Linked DNA regions of Ovis aries: region 2 is linked to region 1. A link is a contact called in public Hi-C data. All regions are on one chromosome and are shown on one strand. The core of a region is the stretch at or near the end of the contact, and the rest is flanking DNA. Distances in the headings are between cores, read along the strand shown. Region 1 holds the start of RASL11B (RAS like family 11 member B). Region 2 overlaps SCFD2 (sec1 family domain containing 2).

Region 1 (3,234 bases), core at 447-2,946:
CAGCAAAATTCAAGTTTGAGTTAAACTAGACAGAAAAACATAGTGCATTTGGATATATCTTTTCCCTTTGGACTCAAACGGCTGAATTTCTGTCATTCTTGAGACCTCCCTAGAAGCCAGTCTTTCCTTGTGTTTATGGCTAAGGTTGTGTGTCTTGCTAATTATGTTGCCTTTTCTAGCAGACTTGCTGCCAAGCAACTTGAGATTACTCTCCTATTTTGTCCTTGAGTTCCTGCAAACACCTAAACCGTGACAGGCTAGAGAGTTCATCTCAGCATCTGAACTAGGTCAGCATCATAAATTCTGTCACATACCTGGTCAGTGAAGTCAAGGTTGGAAGGGGGAGCTGAACTAGATGCCTGATGTGTAGATAAGGGAATTGGTTTACTTTACTTTTACATTTTATCCTTTAATGTGGGTGTGGACACAGTGCCACAGTGCTTGCTCTCGTATACCTCTAGGATAAAAGCCTCTGGGAGATTTGGGGGCTGGCAAGGTTAGGGAGGTGGTGAGGAGAGGGGTGAGATGGGGGGATGGGTAAGCGGTCAGCCTGAGTGTCTGGTGACATTGTGCAGCAGTCCCAGCTACAGAACGTTGCTTGCATGGGGAATTCAGATGCCTTTCCTTGGTGAGGATGTGAGGGGTTGGAGCTTGGGATTTTATGAGCTCAAACTGGCATCAAGTCACTTAACTGACTGCCATTCCTCATAACCAGACTAAGTTCAGATGCTTTTTGCCTCCCAATCTGGTCCCCGAGACAGCTGGGGCAACCGTTTCTTTCCTTTTCACAGCTCCTGGAGGAGGTGTGAGGTGTGTGAGGCGCTAGAAAGCTTGTTCTATAATTACTTCTAGATTTGCCTCTGGGTGTGCTGTACAAGCACCCGACCATATGTGTGTTCACGTGAGCTTGTCACTCGGCCAACAAGAGGTAGAACAAGAAGGGTGACTTTATTTCCCACCACCACCACCCTCCCCACCCCCACAACCCGCCAAAGTCAACGTCAAAGTGGGAGTGGGTACCGAGTCTTTTAATAGATTGCCATTGTAGTCAAATCTGTGATCCGGGATATGCCACCACGGATGCACCCGAGTCAATGTCTCTCAAATTTAGGAGACAAGCACGCAGCTGGACAGCCAGACGAGAGACCCCGAGGGCTCACACCCTAGAGGGCCCGGCCCCCTGGGCGCAGGTTCCCTGAAGGTGGGCGGGGCTGGGCCCAGAGGTCCGCAGGCTGCAGGGAGTAGGCGGGCGGGCTGGTCATCCGGGAGGGTGAAGATGCCTAGGAAAGCTCATGAGGGACTGGGGCGGCGCTCTTGTGGGCTGGCAGGTAGCCAGGGTGCAGACATCTCCCACCGCCGACCCCAGACCCAGCCTCGCTTCCCCAACCCCACAGCCACAGCATCTGCCCCGTGCCGGTGCAGCAGGACCTAGGCCCGCGCCCGGCGCTGTTGTCCCCGGCGCCAGCCATTGGCTGCGCGGTCGCCTCCAGCCCCCCCGTTACCCGCTCCCAGGCTGCCTGTCCCATTTCCCCCACGCCTCACGGGGCCCCGCACTGGCTCCGAGAGACCCCAGGGGCGCGGCGCGCTAGGAGCGGCGCCGTGGGCGGGGCCTCGCGCAGGACGCCCCGGGATTGGCCGCGGGAAGCAAGGGGTGGGGCCGGTCGCGGAGAAAACAGCGCGCGCGCAACCCGGCTGCAGTCCCAGCCGGGAGCCTGAGCCTGCTGTAGTTGGCCTCCGCGTTCTCTTCGGTGCCTTTTTTTTTTTTTTTCTTTTCCCCTTTCTTTTTCTTTTCTTCTTTTCAACCGCGGAGTCCTCTGCCTGGTCCTCCCGCCGCTGTCGCGCAGCGCGATCCTCTTCCTGCTCAGCAGGTCCCGTCCCCCGCGGTGAAGCCCCGGCCGAAGCGGCGATGCGCCTCATTCAGAACATGTGCACCATAGCCGAGTACCCCGCCCCGGGCAGCGCAGCCGCAGCAGATTTCTGCCTGGGGGCCGCAGGCCGCCGCCTGGTCAAGATCGCCGTAGTGGGCGCCAGTGGCGTGGGCAAGACTGGTGAGTCTTCGCGCTCCGGCGAGAACCCGCTTAACTCTCTGTCTGGAGTTCGGCGGCCCCCGCTGGCAGTTTCGACTAAACCCGGCTTGGAGTAGAGGTTGGAGCTGCAACCGGACCGCCTACCCTCTCCTATTGATCCGCGGTCCCTGGGGAAGGACCTTAGATAGCTTCGTTTCCACTCCCCCTTCCTTCATCAGATGAGGGGAACAAACTGATCCTAAATGGCTTGACGGCCCTCTGCACAACCGACACAACTGGGATTCGAAGTTTTGGGTTCTTGAGCCCCTGGCAGTATCTGGCACAGAAATGGGAGTCAGTGAACGTAACCCTTCCTAGAGCTCTTTAAGGTTAGGAAAGACATTTGTCTGCGGGCAGGCTTAGGTGTGGCTCGGCCGGGCTCGGAGAATGGGGGTGGGCCAAATGACCCTTCCAGCTGGACAGAGCCATAATTCACAATGCCTCCTAGCCCCCTCGCCGTTGTGTCTGGAAGTAGGGTCAGGGAGCTGCAGGGTAGGAATTTCATTTGGTGGTTGGCTTTTCCTGAGAGTTGTTTTTTAGAGTAGGGGTTAAAGGGGGGAGACCAATCTAACTTCTTGTGCCAAGGCTAACCCCCTTTCCTTTCTCTTTTCTGACCTGCAGCTCTCGTGGTCCGGTTCCTCACCAAACGATTCATCGGCGACTATGAAAGAAATGCAGGTGAGGAAATGTATTTGAAGAAAGTGCTGTCAGCCTGCGCTAGTACTGCTGTTCCCATTTTATAAGTGTCTACCAGGCAGAGTGACAGCTAGAGCACTGGGATCCTACCCCTTCCAACTTTCCTAGCCCCCTCCTGTGTGCCCCCCCTTCCCATAACTGCCATCTGGCCTCATTCCATTCCAAGCCCATTCATCATTTTATCAAGGGCCTGAAAGTATTCTCCTTGGTATGTTTTAACTATAGGGACCCCAGTTGGAAGCACCCTTTGTACTCAAGAGCCTCTCCCTTCAAAACACTCCTGCGAAAGTCATAAAAAAAAAAAAAAAAAAAAAAAGATGGCCAGCGCCTACCCCCACCCCTCGCCTTCTCTGTTGGCTGCCTTTCAGAGGTGACCTTTTAAAGCAGAGGCCAAAGGAGCGCAGTTGTAAACCTAAAGTTCTCTTTTTATAACAAAGAAAAATAACTACATGGTAAAATTTTAGGAGGAGAG
Region 2 (3,234 bases), core at 267-2,766, 100 kb after region 1:
TGGGGTCTGAGTTTAAAAAAAAAAAAGTGTTGGCAGCAGCTGCCAGCTCTCTGCTGCTGAGAATAGCAGCGATCCTCCTGACGTGGCAGTTTATGGACTCTCACAAATCCCGGCTGACCCCTCACAAAGGCGGGGGTCCAGACACCGAGCAGCTCCAATGGCCATCGCTCATCAAGCACATTTAGGAGCTTTTGTTCCCATCTCTTCTGCAGCCTCACAATGGCCAGCGCGCACCAGGTCCCACCGCAAGAAAGAAAGGGAGGTGGCGGCTCGTGGAGATCTCAGCAGAAGCATTTTCCTCGTGCCTGACTCCTCTGACCTGCTCATCGTTTGATTTTATCCACAGAGACGAGCTTGCACGTGCGGCTCTTAGTGCTGGTTTAGATGAAACCCCAGACCCAGTGGGGTCATGTGCTCACGTCAGACCAAGGTGATGCTTATATTTTCACGTGTTAATACAAATCTAAGTTAACCAGACCGAGCAGTACTCAGCCGGGGCTGTTTTTTATTAACTGGCTGGTCATTGCTGTTTTTAAGAGAGAGGGCCGTTAAACCCGACAGACGGCCCCCTTGTGCAGTCAAACAGTAAATGGGATTGTTAGGACTCCGGTTGCCATCTCCAGGCTCTCCTCGGAACACAAGCTCTTTGTACATGAGAAATAAAGTCAGACACAAAGGAGAAAAGGTTCATTTTCTCCTACTGCATCTAAAATGTTCCTTTAGACTGAAAGGGGCTATTCTGCTCCCCAAGGTGGGAAGGAAAAACAACGACACTCTGAGTGCAGTGAAAAAATACACCCCTGCATAAACATTTGATCCCGGTCTGCATGACAAGGTTACGAACTTGTGTTCACGTATTAAAAGCTGGCTGGGCTCTGAGGCCCTTGTTGATACTGTAAGGAAAGTACCACGCGTTTGTTTATTTCTGTTCAGGAAGGGAATTCACTGGGTTCTTACCCCAGCTGTCTTGGACCAAGTACTTCTCTCGCTTATTGACTGAGGGAGGGGCCCACTGGACAACGACTGTGTTGCTGTGCCTTTCGGCACTAACCTTCTATGACGCGGTGACTTTGTTCACGTGCTGGAGAGGTTCTCGTTACCGACCTTTCTTAGTGTTTCACACGCACTGCCAACAATTGACGGAGAAGGCAATGGCACCCCACTCCAGTACTTTTGCCTGGAAAATCCCATGGACGGAGGAGCCTGGTAGGCTGCAGTCCATGGGGTTGCTGGGAGTTGGACACGACTGAGCGACTTCACTTCCACTTTTTACTTTCATGCATTGGAGAAGGAAATGGCAACCCACTCCAGTGTTCTTGCCTGGAGAATCCCAGGGACGGGGGAGCCTGGTGGGCTGCTGTCTCTGGGGTCGCACAGAGTCGGACACAACTGAAGCGACTTAGCAGCAGCAGCAGCAGCAGCTAACAATTGACTTTTGTCTGCTTACTGTCTGAGCCAACATCTTCATGTCTGTGACAGACTGCCTCATTCACAGCCACCACAGGCCAAAGGTAAAGCTCCCACATGGGCAGCCTTAACCTGGGGGACAGCGGAGTCTCATGTCAGTCACCCATGTCGTAACTGCAGAATGAAAGCTTGTGGCTGGAGCTGAGGAAGAGGGGCTCTGCCCAGCTCCGCAGTACCTCTCTTCCTCCCCAGGGACACTTTGTCAGTCCATCCTGAATGACCCTGGTACCTTTTAGCAAGCTCTACAGATAACTAGAGTTCAAACAGGGAAATAATATATTTAAAATGGTAACAATAAGCTGATAATAATACATTAACCAGAACCTATTACATATTAATATTAGGCATGATGCAAGTGCTCTATGTGAACGTAATCCTCCCCAAAACCCTTGGAAATAGACAACGCTGTCACTCCTGCTTTACTGAATACAGAACTGAGGCCTACAGAGGTAAAGCCTTTATGGCTGTGTGATGCCCACAACTATTGGCTAAAGTTTCTTCCTGCCTAAAAGCCAGAGGTTGGCTGGGGGTCAGTATTTCCCAGAATGTGGTATGTGGACTACTGTCCCGAGTCACCAGGGGTGCTTATTGACCTGCAGACTCCTGGCTCCACCCCAGATAGGAATCCCTGGGGGTGAGGCCCAGGAATCTAACAAGAACCCCAGGTGATTCTTAAGCATATTAAGGTCTGAGAACCCCCAGGTGTATAATCCCCAAATTTCACCCAGCTCTACTATGATGGCCTGTGCTTTCCTTTTGTTAGAGACTCTTCAAGAATGCAAGCGTTCCTCTTCCATCCCACCCAGAATTAACCCTTAAATATCCCACACATTTTCTTTAGATCAGCTATAGACAACATGCAATCTTGTTTCATACAAGACACAAGCAAATTCTTTATTCTCTAAGATGTTTAAACCATACGAAACAAATCCCTCCCATTTAGAAGGAATGCAAAAACAAGATGACATGACCTTAGCCAAAAGAATTTTCTTAAAGGTATTTTACAAGTGGAAGTCCACACACATATGGAAGTAGTTACTGAGAAGAGTCACTGGACCAGGGAACATCGACAATGATCTCTCTCATTTCTCAGAGAAAGGGGGTGGGAGGAGAGAAGGTATTACTAAATCAACACACACACACACACACACACACACACACACACACACACACACACACATTCCAATCATACACATAGAAGACACAGGTAACACTGGGCTGTGAGAGAAGAGTGTGACAGCAAATAGGCCTTTTTCCACTAAAAACATGTTATCATCAGCCATGGTCTTGACTTTTCCTCCTAATTTATTTCCTTATTTCCCCTAAAAATGCCCTCTTACCTCTTGTTTTCATTTTTCCCTCTAGCTTGCCTTTTGGTCTCTTTATTTTTGTCCTTTCCTGCTGGCATCGAGGTCAGAGTGACAAGAAAGCCTGCACTCGGCACACCTTGTAATGTCATCACTTTACTGCCCAGCACAAGGATGCGAGACCCCCTCAACCAAGGCCTCACCCCTGGCTGACCAAGATGGCCAAATGCCCACATCAATCATGCAGCCACCAGGCTCAGGGGCTGCCCGCTGCTATGTTTCCACAGAGACGCACATCTGCTTTTTCCATGCACTTCTTCCCTCTTTCTGACAGATACACATGAATGCTAATATTAGCCAATGTCACTACCACAACAAAAATTTATTATGTATCAGTTGTGCAAAGCACAGTCCTAGGCACAATGAGAAAAAAAAACGAGAAGCTGCATTAGACATGGTC

Evidence for each region. A called contact is a pair of places that touch in the nucleus more often than the background predicts.
Region 2: a contact with region 1 is called in a Hi-C map of hypothalamus, with 2.5 times the contacts expected there. The contact joins the enhancer-like site here to the promoter of RASL11B in region 1. A contact is called at or near these places in 2 of 16 Hi-C or Micro-C datasets (hypothalamus and skin fibroblasts).

What each region holds. Positions count from the first base shown.
Region 1 is chr6:69,202,612-69,205,845 of ARS-UI_Ramb_v3.0, forward strand. It overlaps RASL11B (RAS like family 11 member B), which reads left to right and starts at 1,697. Exons shown (of 4, transcript XM_004009826.5): 1 at 1,697-2,048; 2 at 2,688-2,744. The coding sequence starts at 1,907.
Region 2 is chr6:69,306,440-69,309,673 of ARS-UI_Ramb_v3.0, forward strand. The region is part of intron 5 of SCFD2 (sec1 family domain containing 2); the gene reads right to left. Among named protein-coding and RNA genes, the nearest start is that of RASL11B, 100 kb to the left of the region's middle. Within about 2 kb of position 1,517, at least 8 of the 54 cell types and tissues checked have an H3K27ac peak or open chromatin away from gene starts, as enhancers often do. A contact at or near this core is called in hypothalamus, where this site is marked.